Regions from separate parts of the Sus scrofa genome. Here region 1 is linked to region 2. The links are chromatin contacts, called in public HiChIP or PLAC-seq maps. All regions are on one chromosome and are shown on one strand. Each heading gives the region's core, a stretch centred on a gene start, on an enhancer-like site or on the middle of the called end of the contact. The rest is flanking DNA. Distances are from core to core; before and after follow the strand shown.

Region 1 (5,364 bases), core at 2,623-5,122, 34 kb after region 2:
TTCCTTTCCTCCTTTCTGGCCATGCCCGTGGCATGTGGAAATTCCTGAGGCAGGTATCGAACCCACGCCACAGCAGCAACCCAAGCTGCTGTGGTGACAATGCCGGATCCTTAACTCACAGTTCCACAGTGGGAACCCCTCTGGCTTTCTCACCAGGACTTTATGCCCGTGATTGTGACTGCAGGGATAAATCGATGAGCTGAAAACGCAGGCTTGCGAGGCGAGCATCAAGCGCAGGCCGTGGCGGGCACCAGCCCCACCCCACGCCAGCTGTGTGTCCTTGGGTCAGCTACCCAACCTCTCTGAGTCCAGGAGCAGGACCTGAGGCGCAGGACAGCGATGAGGGCTGTTCATGCCCGGGACCCCCAGGAGGGTCCCCAGCTGGTCCAACGCTCTGTTGCCGCGGCCCCGAGTTTCCATCTTCTTGAAGGAGGCCCGCGTTTTTGTTCCGATTGGATCCCACGCACGGTGCAGGCGGCCCTGAGCTCACCCCAGGAGGGACAGAGCAGGGCACAGTGTGGGCCCACAGAGCGGGCGCTGAGTGCTGGTGGCGGCCGTGCTGGGTGGTGGCGAGGGCAGAGCCTGGCTGGGCAGAGGGCGTTCCTCTTTGTCAGCTGCACGGAATTATTTTGGCTTCAATGCATCTCGTCGTCCATGAAGGGTGACTCTTCCCTAGTTGAGCAGCGTGACCTGGAGGCGTGACCTGCCCTCCCTTTGAGCTGGAGAAGGAGCCTCACTTGGGGCCACGGAGCATGAGTCCTACAGGCCCCCTCCTCCGGGGAGATGGATGGGCCTGTGGGTGTCCCCGCTGCTGCCTGAGTGCATGTCTGCCTGGCCCACAAGCAGCTCCCATGACGGCGAAGCCTGCGTGGACAAGGACGCAAGCCATCCAGGCCTCTGAGCACGTGTGGTCAAGGGGGCATTTTAACAGGAGGACACGCTTCAGTTTTAAAATAAGGAATGTGTGAAGCCTGGTAGGTGGAGTTAGGCCTGGCCTGAGCCTCCCACCCCTTCCTGCCCACAGATGCCCTCTGCCTCCTGGGTGGTCCTGGGGGCAGGGACCCAGGGTCCAGAGCCCGAGACGGCCAGGCACGGCTGGGGGGAGACAGGACTGTGCCCAGGGACGTCTCCTGGCGGGCTGTGGGACTCCTGGGGGAGCCAGGAAAAGACCCCATATCAGTCCCTGGGGAACCGAAGGACTGGGGGCTCGACCCGAGGTCAGCCTGGATTCCCCACATGGGCCCTAAATCCAGCAAGTGTGCCCTTGCAGAGACACGGGGAGAAAGCGGACGTGGGAGAAGGCCACGTGAGGACAAAGGCCGAGGCTGGAGCTGTGAGGCCTCGAGCCCAGGGGCGCCTGGGCCCCCCGGCTGGGGGAGGCAGGCAGGGTCACCGGAGCCTTTTGAGGGAGCACGCCTGTCACCACCATGGCTTTGGACTTCTTTGGCTCTTTCGCTGGGACTGTGAGCGTCTCTGCTGTTTAGGCTGCCGGGGCCTGGCGGTTCTTTTCCTGTGACCCTGAGAAACAAGCACAGGGTCCTACCAGTGCTCACAGGCCAGTCTCCATGTGGCTGCCGTGCACCCGCCAACCGCGAGCTGGGCTTTCCCACCTGGAGGGTGGACGGAGACGGTCCAGGTCGTGTCAGGGACCAAGGACCAGGGTGCAGAGTCACCCCCACAAAAGGGGCTCCAGAAGGGCAGCCACGGCGGAGAAGGGTCTTCTGCCCGCAAACCGGGATGTAACCTGCCATCCCACGGCAAGGCGACCCTTCCAGTCTGGTAAGAGCCGATGCCACTATTTCTGGCGCTTTTCCGAGTGTGGCCGGACCTGACCCTATGCTGTGAAAGGGCCCGCCTCCCAAGGACCAAAGCTCAAGTTCATCAGCAGACAACCAGCCTCAAGAGAGGGACAGCGGCCACCATGCTGGCTTCCGGTGGTCTGGACCGTGGGGCGGGGCCTCGGAGGGCTGTGGCTCCACCCTTCCTGCCTGGCGCAGGTGTGCCAGGAGCCGGCCCACTGCTCGCCAGGTCTGGCCGGACTTCCCCTGACTCCGGTCCTGGACCGTTTCGGCTTCGGAGGCCTGGCGCCCACCTCCCAGCGCAATTCTACCCTTGGCAGAATCACCAGGTCCACCTCACAGCCCCTGCACAGGTTCGGAAAAATGCACTAACAGAGTCGCCATTTGGCTAATACGATGATTGGAACATAACACTGAGTGGAGTTTTTCATTGTTTCCTGCACATCGTTAACAGCGGCTTCAGCAGCGCTGGGGGCTCTGTGGGTCCGAGAAGGTGCAGCCAGCTTCAACCTGAAGAGTCAGGGTCATGAGGAGCTGGCCACAGGGCGATCTCACGTTTTCCCTGTTCTTCCAACGCCACGAGTTTGGATTTGCCTGGTCTCTGGAGTATGGGATTTTTCAGGGCAACGATAATTAGAAGCCCATCTTCACCTGGTGTTGAGCAGAAGTAGCAACCAGAGGAGTTGAGAGGAAGGCACTGGGACCCAGGACCACGGTGGGGATAGGGGCTCAGCCTGCCCCTGGCTCCCCAGGTATCCTCCGGGCTGGCGGTCTGTTGGACAGCAGCACCTCAGCTTCCTCTGCTGCCTTTGCCGGGCTGCCTGGCCTGAACGGCATCCCAGGTTAGGTCAGAAGCTGCTGCAGGTGCTTGTGACTCAGAGACCTGAGAGCAGAGCAGAGCCTGGGCTTGGGACGTGGGGTCCCTGCAGGCGGGGTGGAGCACAGAGGCTGAATGTATGTTTGGGGGTTTAGTTCTGCATCTGGGAGAGTGGGGGTCTGCAGCTAGATGGGCCGTAGAGTGTGCGTGTCTGTGTGTGTGTAAGGTCTGGGGGCTTTGCAGCCAGGAGACGAGCTCAGATCCTTGGCCAGCTCCGGGTCAGGGCAGTGGAGCTGTAAGTGACCTAAAGACCACCCTTTTCCCCGAAGCCGGGCATCCTGAGAGTGCAGGGGCGGCCGGTGGGGAGGGTACAGGAGGCGAGGAGGAGCCGGGGGAAAGAGCCCTTGAGAACTGCACCCTTCACACAGGTAACCTGCAGGGGTACACGTCGTCCTTGGGAAGATGGCAGGCCTCCAGCTGGTGCGGGGGACCCAGATGGGGACGCAGCTCCCGCTTGCGCCCCGGAAGGAGGCGCGGCTGCACAGCCTCCGGTGCCCGGCACGGATTCTCTTCCCCGACACCGGCCGACACCACCCAGGCGCTCGCCTCACAGTCCTGCTGTTCCCCAAACTCTCGCGCATCGGCCCCACTCCGTCCCACCCTGCGCCCCCTCCGTGGGGTCTGAGCCTCGCCACCGCGGACCCCCTCGTTGGCCCGAGCATCTCTGTGAAGAGGCCAGCACCTGGCCGCCCCACTCAGGCCTGTCCGCAGACCCATCCGTCCTCCCGCGTCCACGGTCCGGGAGGGCATGCTGGGGCCGCATAGGCACTGCCCCCGCCCCGCGGAGCTGTGTGGCCCGGAGGGCACGAGCCGATCCGCCTTGTAAGGCAGACGCTGCGCTCAAACGACCTCGGCGAGCAGGCGTCCCGAGAGGGGGGCGGGGGCGGAGCCGCCGAGAGCGCTAGGGGCGGGCCTGGGGGGCGGGCCTGGGGGGCGGGGCCTGGGCTGGGGGCCGTGAGAGCCAGTGAGGACCGGTCAGTGGAGCCGGGGGTGGGGGCCCGAGGGGGCTCCTCCAATGAGAGCGCGGGGCGGGTAGGGCGTGGGGAAGGACGTGCGTGGAAGGGGGAGCCGGGGGCGGGCCGGAAGGCGGGGCCGGAGGGCGGGGGCGGGGGCGGGGGCGGGGCCGGGGGCGGTGCCGCGAGAGCAGGCCGGGCGCCCGGTCGCGCGCGGGAGAGTCGCGGAGGCGCCGCTGCTGCAGTCGCCGCATCGCCGAGGTAAGTGGCCGCGGGCCGCTCCGTCCTGAGGCGCGGTGCACAGGGCCCCCTGCTTCTCCGGCCACCTGCGCCCGCAAGCCGGGCACACCACTCATTCCCGGCGCCGGCCCGCGCCCCTTTCCCGAGGCTCCGCGCGTCCGTGCGCCGGGCGCCCTGGGGCTGCCAGCTATCCGCGCGGAGCTCGGAATCCTGCAGCCGCGTCGGGGCGTGGGTCTGGGGACGCGCTGGGAGCGAGCTGAGACAGCGCGCGATGCAGAGGGCAGGTTTATAATTGGGCCCTAAATAAGGCGCTTTCGCCTTTCTTTGCGTCCGTGCGTAAGGCGACAGAGGACTGCCCTTCCAGCCCCTTCCCTCTCCGTGTCCAGCTGTATGAACACGTTCACATGCCCAGGCCTGGCGTGTCGGCTGCAGGCGAGACGGCGGGAAACGCGGGCTTAGAGGGTCTGAAATGAAGCCATTGTCATAGAGCATGGATTTTAGGAGATCCAGGGCCACGGAGGGCCATTTGTGTCCACGGGCCCAGAATGCGCGTGATCATTTGGCGAGGGCTCCGGCGCCATTGCCGGTGCAGGTGAGAGTGTCAGGCCTACAGTTTGCAAATCCAGAAGCTTCCCCCGAGGGGTGTTATGTTTTCTTATCGCATGTGGGCACGGAACCGGCAATCAAGATAAAGAGGTTGGCTGCCAATTTATTTTTTTCCACACACCTAACCCCGCCTTCGAAGGAGGATCTAGGGAAACTCTTTATTCTGCGGTTTCAGTTATGTAAATGAAGCCTTGAAATGGGTGAGAAGTGAACTCATTCGGCTACCCTGCCTGTGACTGCTGTTTTGATAGGCGTTTGGGGTTCTCTGAAGATGAGACACCTTTTAGGATAAGCTGGCTATGCTGTCATCCATCCGTGTGTTTATTGGCTGATTCTGCTGACATTTATGGGATACGTGCATGGTCCCTGGGGGAGGCGGGCGAAAGGACCTAGCTCCCACGGCCCCCACTGCTGCCTCCAGGACTCCCCACGGCCAGTCTCAGGCACGGTGAACTGGGGGGGTGGGGGGTGGCGCTCCCCAGAGCCTAGACCAGCCCCTGACGCTTAGGAGGGGTCAGTAAACCCTGACCTGAACTACAGGGCACTGGGACGGCATCCGGACGGAGCAGTGGGGCTGGAGAGGGGAGGCTTGGAACAGGCAGGAAATGGGGGGCAGCAGTGAGACAGACGCCTTGCAGTGCCTTTAGCTGGGCTCCCATCTCTGGTACCAGCCCCTGTTCCCAGCACTGGGCAGGGATGGCAGGGCTCTGTGATGACTGAGGGGAGGAGGGGTGTGGTGAATTTCCTGGGAGCGGCTGCAAAGTGCAGGCCACACGAGAGTTGCGTGTTTTCCTGGGGAAAGGGTCTGTAGAGCTTTCATGATTTCCAGAAGGATCTAGACTCAGAAAGGGACCGTCATTTAAACACTGCAGTAAAAATTCTTCTCTGT
Region 2 (5,329 bases), core at 2,608-5,107:
GTTTTGCACTCGCTGCCCCCAGCTGATCAGGGCAGTTCTCAGAGACTTGATGGAGTCAATCTTTGCAGGAAGTCTCGGCAAAGGTGAGTGGGCCGCTTGCGTCCCCAGGCTCTGGGGCCTTGCCCTCGGTCTCACCTCCCGTGAGAGGCCAGCGAGTCTGTCTCAGGACAGAAGGTGGCACTTGAGCTCCTCCGAGCCCGCCGCCAGGCAGACCCTGTTGGAGGGTTTCTCCTCCCTGTCCCTCCAGGACCCTGGTGAGACCCTGTGTCTCCGAGGCCACCTCTCCACTGCTGTGGATGCATCTCTTTGTTCACTCTCTGGTTCTTGGAGTATAATCCCGATCCCAAGTCCTAGATCTTCCTGCGGTAGAGACGTGCCGCCCGTTTTTTTTCTTCTCCTCCACCCTCTCCATTTCCCTCTTCTGCGGATCCCAGCAGATCAACATTGCGTGGGATCTCCAGCTTTTCTGTCTGTGTCACTTAAATTTACTCTCGTAGACGTCACATCCCCACTCTCAGTTCCAAGACCTGGACAATCCCGTGATGCGGCCCTCCCCCCGCCCCCCAGGCCACTGGATTTCGGATTTGGGCAAGAGATGCTCTCTGTCCCACTGCCCTTCCATCTGCGTGGTTTTATTTGGGAATCATGTTTCATTACCAAGTCCGGTTTTCCGGGTTCTTCTCCCCGGGGCCTCGGTCTTGTTTACAGATGTGCTTTCAGACGCTCATGTAACCCAGGTAAACTCGGCCGCGGTGGCCCCATGTGCAGGTGGCACCCCGTGTCACAGCCAGAGAACCCACAAGCAGCTGAAGTCTGCTCCCAGGACCTCTCCCGAGGGAACTCACAGCTCACCGAGACGGCATCCTTCTACCCAGAGTAGCTGTCGACATTGTGCTCTTCCCGAAGCCGCACGTTTAGATAGCTGCGTTTTCCCTGCGTTTCTCTCTGAAGAGACAAGGGCTCTGCTCAGGGCCCGACGGGGCAAAGTTTTCGAAAGAGTCCTCCCCCTGCCGCCACCCCAGACGACACCACACCCTCCCTTTCTGGGTGCCCCTGCCCACCTGACGGCGGAAGGGTCACGGTTCCCTCCCAGCCCCTGCGACTGGGCAGCTCCTGGACCCTCGGAGGCCCCATCCCTGTGGAAGGGACATCACAGGACTCGGGGCAGCGTGGTCTCTCTCCTGTCTCGGGGAACTTGCGGGGTTTCGGCTGGATGAGAGGGTCACATCCTCCGCCAGCTCCGGCTCTCCTGCCCACCCCCCAGCCCAGGATGAGGCCTCTTTCTGGTGGGGGTTCTCCCCCTGCCCCCGGTGGCCCTCCCACTGAGTCATGTGTTTTCATAAACCAGCCCCTGCCCTCGTCCTGGGGCTGGTCCCTGGCCATGAGGGGTGGGGCGCGGCCTGCACAGGGGTACCCTTCGGGTCCCTCGGCCTGCCCCCGCCCCCCAGCCGTGACATCTCGGGGCCGGGCCTTGCTGGGCTCGGGTCCGCCCCCGGCGTCCCCCAGGCCAGGCAGGTGGCGGGCAGGAGCCCACGGCCCCCGTGCCCCCCGTGTTTTGCAGATGGGTCTCTGTGCCAAGAGCGCGAGGCAGGTGCTTCCGGAAGCGCAGCCCACCGAGGAGAAGATGGTGGTGCCGCCTCGCATGTCCCGGGTTAACGGCTGGTCGAAGCCCCTCCACAAGTTCCAGGTTGCGTGCTGGGTCGTGTTCCTCGTACTGACCTCCACCAACTTTGGGATATTCATTCCGCTAATGCCACCTTACTGGAGATACACTGCCTATGGGGTATCCTTTCACCGGGGCGCCGCTGTTGGCGAGGTGCACAGGGGCTTCCACGTCTCACGCCAGCACCCCGTTGTCACAGCGCCTGAAACCCCACCTCCGGCCTCCGTGCCACCGCCGACTCGGGGTCTCTGCCACCGGCACCCGCCAGAGCCGGTGCGGGAGATGCGAGCCTGGCTGGCGGCAGGGGTGTGAGGGGCCCGGGGTGGACAGAGGCCCCAGGAGGCGGGGAGGAGCTGTGACCCAGGGCGGAGGCCTTTCCAGGCCACAGCCGAGCAGCCGCTCTGTGGTGCCGAGGGGAGGGCCGAGCCTCAGTGGGGAGAGGCTTGAGGCGCTCCATGCTCCCCCAGGCCGGGGCATGCAGCGCTGCTCCCCACCGCGCCCCTTCCCCGAGAGACTGTGACCTTTGTGACCCCGGGGTGCTCTGCTCCGTCCCGGGGGTATCTGTCAGGGTGGGCGTCTGGGTGACGTGGGGCCCCACATCAAGGGTCGTGCGTGTTAGAGCCCGTGGGCAGGCTGACTGCAAAGTGGGCAGCAGAACCAGTTTCTAAAAGGGGGTGTTTGTGCCTGTGTCAAGCCCTCCTTGGTGAGGACATGGGCTCCGCCGCCTGCCTCTCCGCTGGCCGCCTGGCGTCTCTGGTTGGGTGGAGAGCGCCCGGGTTTGCGGAGTGAGGGAGGCGGCAGGACCAGGAAGGACCAAGTCTGTGCGAGCCTCCCTGCCTGTCCCAAGTGGAGAGAGCAGGAGTGTGGCCCGGGCTGTGCAGAGCTCAGACTGTCTTGGGGACCTGCCTGTCGCCCCAACCCCAGGGGCATCCCTCAGGCGCTACACAGCTGCACGTGGGCGCTCTGCTCTGGCCGCTGGGGGGCGCCAGCGTCATTCAGTGCCTGCAGGGATCCAGGAGCGGGAGGTGCCTGCAGCCCAGGCCCAGGGAAGGGCAGGGGCCAAGGTCAGGGCTGAGGACCAGGGTCACCAGGTCACCGCGCAGGAGTCTGGCCGCCCTCCGCTGGCTGGAGGGTCTGGATCCCGCGTTGGGTCTGAGCACGAGGAACTTGGCAGCGGCAGGGGCTGGGGGGGGCGGGGCAGCTCGGGGGGCGGGGCAGCGGGGGCGGGGCTTGCCCCTGGCCGCCTGCCGCAGGACGACCGACCCGAGGCAGCAGTGACAGGCGTGGCGAGGGCTGGCGCCAGCGCTGTTTGTTTACCGAACAAAGATAGTTGCTAGGGGACCTCGGCATGTCCTGCTTTGTAGTGGAAGTGAGACCAGGAACCCCGTTCTTTTTATTATTAACTTGAACCTAAGACTCTCCTAAGATAGAATTACATCGAAAGTGAAAGCCAGCAGCCCGAGGATGGGACACCCATCCTGGGGCACTTTCTATTCTGGGGGCTCAATGGCGGCCACAGAATGCGTGACCAATGGCAGGAACGGCCAGCTCGTCTTAAGCAAATGCAGCCGCTGTTGCCCGCAGTGGCCAGGGTGACCTGGCCAGTCCTCCATGCGTGCCAGCAGGCATGCTCATGCGTGTGCCCGTAGCGGACACTTTATGTCTAAGGGGCCGGGCGGCTTTGTCCACTGGGTCCAGGTGGAAGGCTGCCCTGAGGTCCTGGGGTCCCAGATGCCAGGCCTGGGAACACCTGCCAGGGACACCTGCAGGTTCGGACAGCCCAGGAACTCAGTCGAGGCGCCACAGGGCTGGCCTCTCAGGCTCTGGTCGAGTGCTCAGGTGCCCCCGCTGTGAGACGGGAGTCGCTAGTGGGCTGCTGTCCCCACTTTCTCCCTGGCGGTGGCCTTGGGGGGAGCTGAGGGTGGACGCAGGGACAGAGCACTCAGCTCCAGCCTCCCATCTGGCCCGCTGGCCCTGCCCACAGTGTGTGATGAGAACCATCCCGCTGAGCTCCACAGAGGAGGGGCGGCACCTGGGCTGCAGTGCCACCTCCTGTCACATCTGTCCCCTGCTGCCATCGCCGGCCTCCTGCGCAGGACTCACTCCCGTTGCCCCGGTAACCACACAAACAGTGCTGTGCATCCGGCCATGCCTCAGGCTTCAGGAAGTGGGTGTAGGGACCAGCGTACTGGAATGTGCTGGTGTCACCAGCTGTGACAGTGTAGGCTGGCCACTGACCACGGGAGCATGGCTCATCTGTTAACAGCAGGGGCGGCCTGCAGGGGCCTGCGGTGGCAGGAAGGGCCTCAGCATCGCCACGTCTTCACCTGGCCCTCTCTGCCGAGTCCCGTCCCCTCTGTAGGTGCCCGGGCCTGGCTGGTCCCCAGCAGCCATCTCCCTGTTCTTCTGGCTTTGCGCCCGCCCTCCCCTGGCCCAGCCCTCTGAGCCCCAGCTCACTCTTGCCTTCACGGCGGTCTCTGCCCCCCAGCCTCTGATACCTACACGCCCTCGCCCAGCACCCAGGGCCCTGGGCCTGCACCCGAGGCCAGAGGACAAGGAAGGGCCGAGCAGTGTTGGCCAAACCAGCCCCCACCGAGCCTTGTTGAGCGCCATGGAAGCTTCCTCTGGGCCCTTATCCAGGCTGGACCACGCCTGCAAGCGCAAGCCCCAGAGGGTGGGGCGGGCAGACCCCGGACCCTGACAGCAGTGCAGCCTGGGAGGCCTCACTGCCCAGAGCCCGCACCGCCCTGGGCCTCTGCGGAGTCACAGCAGAGCCTGTGAACCGCGGCTTCGCCAGGACACCCGCGGGCAGCAGTAGGAGGCACACCCCCGCCACGCCCAGGCCGCTCTCACAGGAGCCGGGCCTGTAAGCCCTGAACCTTCCTGGCTCAGAACCGTCCTGGGAAGCAGGGCAGGGCTCCTGGGGAGGCCAGGCCCGTGCTTCCGCCCCTTCTGTTTGGTTTCCATGGGGATGGTGTGTTGGTCCCTGGAGAGGAGGCTGGAGGATCTGCGGGCTCGATTTTACCCTGGGAGTCCTGGAGGGGGTGGGAGCCTGGGGTGTCTTTCCCTGGGGGAGGGGAGAGACAGAGCAGACAGAGACAGAGACAGAGAGGGAGAGACCCAAAGGGAAACAGAGAGACAGAGAGACCTACTGGGCTGGCCCCGGCTTCCTGGCCTGTGTTTGAGCCCTCCCCCCCTTTCCTTGGTGACCCGACCTGTGTGCTGGGCGCTGCCCCCCGCCCTGACGACCCCCACGACCGCCTCCAGGGCCGGGCTTGGTGCCCACAGGTGCAAGCGCATCTGTCCCTCTGGGTCACAGGGCGCAGCCTCCAGTCCTGGAGGGCGAAGGACTCGGGCAGCCTCTGCGGGAGGCGGGTACGGGAGGGGCTGACCAGCTCCCTGCCGCCCACCAGGCGTGGGCTCCTGCGGCCGCCCGGTGGCCCAGGGCATCTTGGGGCGAGCGCCCCGCACCGTGCGGAGCGGGCCGAGTTGCTCCTTGACGAGCCCCCTCCAGGTCACCGGTAGCATCTTTCTCTTCCACCTCGTGGTCCACATCATCGCAGTTTCCATCAATCCGGCCGAGAAAAGCGTGCATCAGAAGAACTATTTGGAGCCTATGCCTGTGTTTGACAGGTCCAAACACGCTCATGTCATCCAGGACCTGTA

What was found. HiChIP or PLAC-seq counts read pairs in DNA pulled down with a chosen protein or histone mark.
Region 1: a contact with region 2 is called in an H3K27ac HiChIP or PLAC-seq map of skeletal muscle. The contact joins the promoter of TPPP here to the promoter of LOC110257285 in region 2. A contact is called at or near these places in 13 of 47 Hi-C or Micro-C datasets (epiblast stem cells, fetal liver, heart right ventricle and 6 more) and 2 of 2 datasets of contacts at active chromatin or transcription factors (alveolar macrophages and skeletal muscle).

The regions. Positions count from the first base shown.
Region 1 is chr16:79,531,232-79,536,595 of Sscrofa11.1, forward strand. It overlaps TPPP (tubulin polymerization promoting protein), which reads left to right and starts at 3,873. Exons shown (of 4, transcript NM_001123206.1): 1 at 3,873-3,890.
Region 2 is chr16:79,497,653-79,502,981 of Sscrofa11.1, forward strand. LOC110257285 reads left to right here and starts at 3,858. Exons shown (of 13, transcript XM_021076900.1): 1 at 3,858-5,329. The coding sequence starts at 5,280.